Linked DNA regions of Sus scrofa: region 1 is linked to region 2. A link is a contact called in public Hi-C data. All regions are on one chromosome and are shown on one strand. Each heading gives the region's core, a stretch centred on a gene start, on an enhancer-like site or on the middle of the called end of the contact. The rest is flanking DNA. Distances are from core to core; before and after follow the strand shown. Region 1 holds the start of CDC16 (cell division cycle 16). Region 2 overlaps LOC106504762 (a long non-coding RNA gene).

What was found. Hi-C and Micro-C count contacts between places; a contact is called where the count stands out from the background.
Region 1: a Hi-C map of blood shows a contact between it and region 2, with 2.1 times the contacts expected there. The contact joins the promoter of CDC16 here to the enhancer-like site in region 2. A contact is called at or near these places in 5 of 5 promoter capture datasets (fetal liver, fetal skeletal muscle, liver and 1 more), 12 of 47 Hi-C or Micro-C datasets (alveolar macrophages, blood, embryonic fibroblasts and 8 more) and 2 of 2 datasets of contacts at active chromatin or transcription factors (alveolar macrophages and skeletal muscle).

Annotation. Positions count from the first base shown.
Region 1 is chr11:79,082,546-79,086,764 of Sscrofa11.1, reverse strand. It overlaps CDC16 (cell division cycle 16), which reads right to left and starts at 2,522. Exons shown (of 18, transcript NM_001278771.1): 1 at 2,438-2,522; 2 at 1,143-1,197; 3 at 940-1,037; 4 at 231-269. The coding sequence starts at 2,485.
Region 2 is chr11:78,929,592-78,933,742 of Sscrofa11.1, reverse strand. LOC106504762 (a long non-coding RNA gene) reads left to right here. Exons shown (of 5, transcript XR_002336799.1): 2 at 1-201. Among named protein-coding and RNA genes, the nearest start is that of GAS6, 51 kb to the right of the region's middle. Within about 2 kb of position 1,767, at least 18 of the 83 cell types and tissues checked have an H3K27ac peak or open chromatin away from gene starts, as enhancers often do. A contact at or near this core is called in subcutaneous adipose tissue, where this site is marked.

The DNA of each region.
Region 1 (4,219 bases), core at 1,273-3,772, 150 kb before region 2:
AAAAAAAACAGAAATACCGTTCACTGTGTGACTTCTGACACTAGATACACACATAAACACTGAAGATTTTTAAAGGGTTTTCATTGTTTAAACTTACAATGTCTAAAGTGGAATTTTCTTCATGCACGTCAGTTTTTAGTGAATGGAGAATCAATTTCTCACATACATGACAGTTGCACAACAGTCACATCATTACAACTTTACCAAAAAAGCTGAGAGCATATACTTACATGGCATCTAGCTGCAAGGTAGCGACACGCTTCATACAACTAGGAAAGAAATAATCTGTTAAAACAGCGAGCAAGAGAACATGCATCTTTACTCAAAAAGAAAACTATAAGCACAAAGTGAAGAAAGCTATTTTCATAATTTCTCCTTTTACCTTTGCAAAGAAAAAAATTTAGTTTTTTTTAACCCATATTTGTCATGAGCCTACTGCTTAATAGGCACCAAGGATTCAAAAAGGAATCAGAATCTGCCCTCAAGGAGGTTGTAGCAGGGAAGACATAAACACAGCATATAGTTTCCTTCATAAACTATGAAAATATGAGTCAGTTGAGTAAGAGAACATCTGTAAGAGAGAGGGTAACCGAGGAACTGGTCAGCATTCCAGGACTGAGTCTGAGTCACCATCACACATCAAAGGAACTGCCAGGGGTCCGCAGAGTAGATACACACCACATGTACCAATGGTGCTGACAGGACAAAGAGAAATGTTCTCTTTACATTTATTAAACGTAAATAAGTTTTCTCTTTACATTTAATAAATGTAAATAAATGTAGTAATAAAAATATTACTATAAAATCTTTGATATCAATAATTCAAGAAAAACTGAATCCTTGGAAATACTTTGACATAAAAAGAACACATAACTAAACATGATGCTAATGACACTTTGAAAAGCTTTAAACAGCTTTAAGATTCATACAACCACTTACTTTGTCCAGTTTCCGTGACCGAAGTGCATGAGCTGCTCTATGATACTGCGCTGTCAGGTAAAGACACTGAGCCAACCAGTAAATGTCCTGGGGTTCCTCTGGAGGGAAAAACCACATACATGGTCAGAGGTGCAAAGTAAAGCAAGAAGACTTTTAATGATAGAGAAATGAGGGGGAAAAAAAATTTTGAATTTGTCACTCACCATGAGAAAGTGAAGCTACTTTATCTGCCCAAAATAGAGCACTCTGATACTGTTGCTGTATCCAAAAAAAGGTGGAAACTGCTGTTATTTCAATAGTTTTACACAGATATCTAAATGCTACAAGATAAATCAACAAGTCAATACAATAATTTTTTTACATGTAGTAGGGGGTCTCTCATACTGTATCTCTATCTTATATCTAAGCTAGGTTAGTTTTAGTTCAATGATACAATAAAAATATTACTATAAAATCTTTGATATCAATAATTCAAGGAGGTACTTTAAAAAAAAAAAAAACTCAACACACTGCAAAAACGTACCTAAAACAGGATAAACTCAGGAGGTATCTAAAAAGCAGATAATTTCAATGACCCTTTTGTAATATCTAGCCATTAGCAATGGTTCTCGGTCTTTGCTTCAGTCCTCCTGGATGCAAACCAGGACCTCTGCTGACAGTCAATCTAGGAGGAGAAATGCTTATGGGCCGTTAAGTGCCAGGAGGGTGGAACCAGGCTGGTCTCACTCCTCATTATATCCCCAGAGCAAGAGAAAAGGTGCTCAGGAAACATTTATTCACCTCAGCTGACTTACAGTTAACCAAAATGCAGCCCTTCAGCATGCTTCGAACATTTGACAGCAACATCTCACATCCAGTTCGGAACAGTTCACACAATACGCTTTTCCCTCACCTACTTGGTTTCCAACTTTTTCGGAGAACATGATTTACACAACTAAATGACAACATGTATTAAGCTGATGCTGCTGATTCTGGAAACACTTCTGTCCCTTAAACACTGTTTGCTGTCCATTCGAGGGCAGTGCAGGGAATGAACGTGCCGTTTATACTGAACTTTTTCTTTTTAAAGTACTGATTCTGAGACTACAGATTCGTTTTTCTCTCTATTCACTTAAATTCGGCCAAGTAAGAATTACAACTGAACTTTTCAAATATTTTCTATGAGCTAGCTAAATTCAAAGTCCACCTCGAAACTTTCCTCTTAAAAGTATCCTTCAGCTTCCACTTGGCACGAAGTTTGTACTGAGCACCGACGCGCCCCGGGTGGGCAGGCTGCGGAGCGGGGCTTGAACATGTGCAAGACTCGCCGGACGCATAGGCGGCTTCCTGCTCAGTATTCCTCTGCCTCCAGCCTGCAAAGGGCTGAGGGCCGGAGCCCTCCCTTCCGGAGCTTTACTCTGAACCAAAGCCCAGGCCCTCAGGGCTGCGCGCCACCAAGACGCCGATAGCAGCCTCCTCTGCGTACAAGGGGCTGCCTCACGAGCCCCGGGCCGCCCACCTGGTCCAGGTACTGCCGGACGCGCTTCCGCAGCCGCTCCAGGTTCATGGCTGCACGGCCAGGGTCCGGCGCGCGCCCTCCTTCCGGCTGCCGGCCGGACGTACCCCGCGCTCGGATCCTCACACCCTGTCCAACCCAGCCGGACTGCGCGCGCCGCCGGGAAACTTCCGCTCCCGACCCAGCCCCGCCCCGGAAGTCCGCCGCAAACGCATCCCCCTCTGGCGCCGGAAACGGGCGTCGCGCCGTAGGTTCCGTGGCGTTCTCTTAGCCCTTGCGTTGCCTGGGTTCCTGGGGGCTGCAGTCGCCTTTACTCTGAGACTCATTTCGCGGCGGAGGCGCAGCCAATGACGTGTCAGTGCGCCCATTTCTGATTAACTCTTTCGGAGTCGGGCGCTTGGCCGCCACGCCCCCAGGTTCAGTGCATCTAAATGTGACTCGTGCTTCTCTCGTAAAAATGGCAATAAAAGCCTCAGAGGCTGGTTGTGCGGTGAAGTGAGCGCCCACGCGGAGTCCCGGCACGTGGTGTAGAAGCTCTCTGACCGTACAGCCAAGGGCTAGTGTCCTTTCAGATTGTCCTTTGGCAAAATGCAGCCTCCTGGAGCGGTAGCTGATCAAAAACAAGAACCGAAAAGATGTGGATCTGTTAAAACCTGGGTCCATACAATGGAATATTATTCAGCAACAATGAATGAAATGTCACGTTTGAACCTTATGCTTAGTGAAGGAGCCAATCACGAGAGACCTCGTATTCTGTGTCGTTCCAGGAACACCAATTCTATCACTGACCAAAGTTTGCTCAGGCTTCCCTAAATCATTTCAAGGAGGCTTGTTTTTTGGACTTCCATGTTCCTTTCTGCGTTGTTCAGTTTTTGCAAGCATTCTGATGTCAGTTCAGCCAAAATCCCCCACCCTGTAGGTTCCTCATCCTGACAACCTCCCGGGTGATGTCTGATCACCCAGCCTGCCTTCAGGAAGAATCCCCCGACCCCAGGTTTCCTCTTAGTAATTTTCCACTCAAAGACCAGCACCCTGCTCCCTGGATGGGCATTCCCACCTGCCTGTGCTGCATTCTGAGTTGAGCCCAATCTCTCCCTTGTTGTGGGATGATAAGGGTCTGGCAATTCTTATCTTTTGAGTTTTATCTCCTTGGAGAAGCCTTGAAGTCTCACATCCGTCACTGCAAATTTCCATCACAGTGGTCCCTGTACCTGTGTTGATAGCTCCCCACCTCTGAATAAATCTTCCTTATAGTGCTTTTACAAATGTTATTTGAATATTTTTCTCTTTAACACTATTTATATGAAATATCCAGAATAGGCAAATTAATAGAGATAGTTGAATAGTAATTGTCAGAGGCTGGAGTGAGGAATGGGGTTGGGCTGATGGGAAGTGACTACTAAAAGGTAGAAGATTTCTTTTAGGGTGATGACAGTGATCAAAACCAGATTGCATTGGGAGTTCCCATGTGGTGCAGTGGGTTAAGGACCTGGCAATGCCACAGCTGTGGCAAGGTCACAGCTGTGAAGTTGGCTTGATCCCTGGCCTAGGAACTTCCATATACCTGGGGTGTAGCCAAAAACAAACAAACAAACGAAAAACCAGATTGCAGTGGTTGCTGCATAGCTCTGTGAATAAACTAAAAGCCACTGAAGTCTACACTTTAAATTTTATGGTATGTAAAACATGTCTCAATAAAGCTGTTAAAAAAACACCCACAACAACCCTTCTTTGATGAATTGAATGTAAAAAGAAACATTATTTGACAAATACGTTTCACTTAGT
Region 2 (4,151 bases), core at 518-3,017:
GAGTGGCTACTGGGAAGTAGTTACTGGGAAGGCAGGACAAGAAAAGTGTGACACAAAGTGTTCTCTGCCCCTGGGCACACCCCCCTTCAGTGTGCTCTGTGAGTGTCGCCACACTTCTGCTGGGTCCCCCACAGGACACAGGAACGCCGACTTAGCCCCAAAGCGGTTCCTTCGTGGCGCCACAAGGTAACTCCTCAGGAGGTGAGGATAAACGCCTCTTTTCTCAGTCCTGTAAGGGGTCGGGGGCTCGCTCCTCATCTGTTGGACTATGTGAACTGTCACTTTGATGTGTGACCTTCGTCTCACTGTGATTTGACCTCTAACGGGAGAAACAGTCTCAGGGCCCCAGAGACAGTCTCCCGGCTTATAAGGTTCAGGCTTCCATTTCTCTCTTAGATTCACTACTGATGCTGCAAAGAGAGTCTCGCAGACATCATGTTCAAGGGGAAAGAATGCAGCTTGATCCCAGCCATGCGAAGGCTCCAGACGGCCAAGGATTCCTTTTTGGCTTGACAGTCTGTCCTGTGAATCCACTTTGCTGATGGGGGACCCCGGCCTGGCAGGAGCAGTGCCCCCCTCCCAACTGTGCTGCTCCCACCTGGGCAGGGCCCTCAGGCAGACCCACCTCCCTGGCGGGGCACAGCCTGGGGCACAGGGGGCCTCAGGCAGGGGTGGGTAGAACTTCCCCCAGGGACACAGTCCCCCTCCCCGGGCTCTGTTCCCGGGCTGCAGTGGGGGGTGGGGAAGGGGAGTGGAGGCTGCTGGCCTGGGGCGGGACCGCCTCCTTGCTTGGCTGAGCCCCAGCGTCTGGTTGGCGATTGGGTCTTTCCAGCCGGGCTAGTCAGGCCAGGATTGAGCACCTTCTGACTTTGGCCCTGACTGCTCCCTAAGCAAGCACAGCCTCTCCTTGGCATGCAGCCGTTCCCTGTCCTGGCCAGAGCAGTGGGGCACGGTGACCTGGGGAGTGTGGCATTCAGCGTTAGCATCCGTGGTCGCAGAGCACAGTGGACCAAGGCCAAGAGCCCTCATGGGAAGCTGGCACTAAGCTCCTGCGGGGAGGGGTGTCCGGCACATGGTGATAGGAGCCCAAAGCACTTCCTGTGTCATGACCTCGTGGGGCAGCCTCTGGTATCTGCTCACAGGTGAGACCGAGGCTGGGAGGCCCAGGAGCAGGCGTCTCGGAGGCTGTCGGCCCGGCGCTTGGAGGGGCTGGGCCCCCTGCTGCTCCTCCTTCTCAGGTCTCTGCTCCCGGCCGTCGCCCCCAGCTCTGGCCTTCGTTTCCTTCATCAGCCCTGCTCGCCCCTTTCCTCGTGCACAGCTGGAAACCCGCGGGCCCTGCACCTGCACCTGCACCTGCGCCAGTGTTCCACCCTGCTTGGTGCCCCATCAAGCCCTGGAAGCCCCCCCACCACCCAGTCGGGTGCACTGCAGCGCAGGCCCTGAGGTCTGGCAGGGACCCGCCCCACGCATCCTCTGCCCGGGGACACGCGACCCACAGGCAGCGCTTAGCAGGATAAACAAACGGCCCATTTCCCTGTAACTGCCTGAGCCACATCTGGAGCTAAGGTTTCGCAACATCTGTTCCAAGAACCTCCAGAGTTTTGTGGGTACACGTTCCTCCACGGGGACCAGGCTGCGTGAACAGCCCCCGAGACTCCCCGGGCGGCTGGCGAGCTTGGACGTCGAAGGCTCTGAGCCCTCGGGCTGCTGGCTGGTGTCAGTATGTGACGCCACGCTGGCCTCAGGAGCTGGAAACTCTGGCAAATACACACATGACCAAACCTACTTAGTCATCACGGTAATTACTGTAGGTCTCACTGGAGCAGCAGCGGCTGCCTGGCGCGTGTGCTCCCTGAAGGCAGGAGGGCCACCTGTGGGTGCGGGACAGCACCCAGGGGTGGGGGTGGGGGAGGGAATGGGGCAGAAGGCCCAGCACCAGTCCCTGGCATTGAAAGTCCCAGACTGGGGGCGAAGGAGGGCAAGCGGGGACTGCTGATCCGAGGAAGCACCGCCGTGCAGGTTGCAGGGTCCTGCCCCCAGACTCAGGGTCAGCTCCGGGCTAAGGGTCAGTGCTGCCCCGCCTCGGCCCAGACAGCAGGCCACCCACACTGGCCCCAGTCACGGAACCGACGGCCTCCCTGTCGAGTGAGGTGCAGGAGGTATGTTGACCCCACAGGAGATGGGGTGGCTCTTTGTCGGCAGGATGGTAAGTGTGACACTCGGGCCAAGCTCTGACCTTGCCTCAGGGGTCAAAGGCCCAGGGACGATCCCCAGGAGATGGCCAGGTGTCAGAAGAGTTGCGGGGGCAGATTCAAATTGTAGCATCTTCAACAACCTCGGCCTCGAGGGCCAATCTGGTCCCTGCCGGCTCTGATGGGCCATGAAGCCGGAGGAGGGGCAGGAAGGGGAGGCAGGTGTCGGTGGTTTGGTCTGTGCACTGAAATAACCGCGATAAGCTGATAAGCTGCCATCACCGTGTAGAGACAGACTCGCTCATAAACCTAAGGCTTTCTTTTTACTTTTATTTATTGAGGTAAACTTTGCATAACAAACAACCATTTAAAGTGTACGTGCACTTACATGTCTCTAGTTTAAAATGTTTTCAAAACACTCACCCTGGAAAAACGCCCCAAACCTTTACTAATCCCTCCCTGCACCCCAACCCCAGATGACCACCGACCAGCACTCTGTCCCAGAGGACTGGCCTGCCCCGGGCATTTCATGTAGAAGGTCACTACGATGTGTGACCTTCTGTGTCCAGCTTCTTTCACTGAGCATGAGGTCTTCAGGGGTCATACGGTTTGTAGCACAGGTCTCCTACTCCATTCCTTGTGGCTGAACACGCTCTCCTTGCGGGGTCATACCGTACTTTGTCTATCCGCTCACCTGCGGGACGTTGGCGTCGTTTCTAGGTTTGACTGCTGTGAACATTCGTGTGCAAGTTTCCGTGTGGACTTACGCTTCGTTTCCCTTGGATGTACACCTAGGAGCTGAAGTGCTGGGTCACAAGATCATTGTACATGTAATTTTTTTAGGAGCCACCAAACTGTTTCCCACAGCAGCTGCATCACTTAACTTTTCTACCAGCAATGTGTGAGGAGTCCTAGTTCTCTACATTTTCACCTTGTTTTGCTCTAAAAAAAGTCACAACCATCCTTGTGGATATATGGTAGTATCCCACAGCGTTTTTGTTGGTGTTTTGGTTTTGCTTTTTGCTTTTTAGGGCTGCACCTGTGGCATATGCACGTTCCCAGGTGAGAGGTCCAGCAGAACTGCGGCTGCTGGCCTGCAGCCCAGCCACATCACTGCGGACTCCGAGCCACATCTGCGACCTGCACCGCAGCTTATGGAGACACTGGATCCTTATCCCACTGAGCGAGGCCAGGGATCAAACCCACATCCTCATGGACACTAGTTGGGTTCGTAACCTGCTGAGCCACAGTGGGAACTCCCTCATTATGGTTTTGATAAGCATTCCCTTAATAACTCATGATATTGAACATCTTTTCATGTGCTTGTTGGCCATTTTTATATCTTCTTTGGAGAAAATCTTGATTCAAATTCTCTTCCCATTTAAAACACTGAGGTGTTTGTGTTGTGGAGTTGTAAGTTTTGTTAAGTTTGGAGATTAAACCCTCATTCGAGATGTGATTTGCAAATAGTTTACACTATGCTGTAGGTTGTCTTTTCACTTTCTTGATAATGTCTTTTGATGCATGAGTATTTTATTTTATTTTATTGTCTTTTTTTTTTTTTTTTTGCCTTTTCTGGGGCCGCTCCTGCGGCATATGGAGGTTCTCAGGCTAGGGGTCTAATCGGAGCTGTAGCCACCAGCCTACGCCAGGGCCACAGCTACGCGGGATCCAAGCTGTGTCTGTGACCTACACCACAGCTCACGGCAACGCCGGATCCTTAACCCACTGAGCGAGGCCAGGGATCGAACCCACCACGTCATGGTTCCTAGTCAGATTCGTTAACCACTGAGCAACGACGGGAACTCCGAGTTTTTTATTTTTATGAAGACCATTTTTTTCTTCTGATATCTGTGCTTTTGGTGTGAAATCCAAGAACCCACTGACAAATCCAAGGTCATGACATTTTACTCCTGTTTCCTTCTAATATTTTTATAAGTTTTCACTCTTATATTTAGG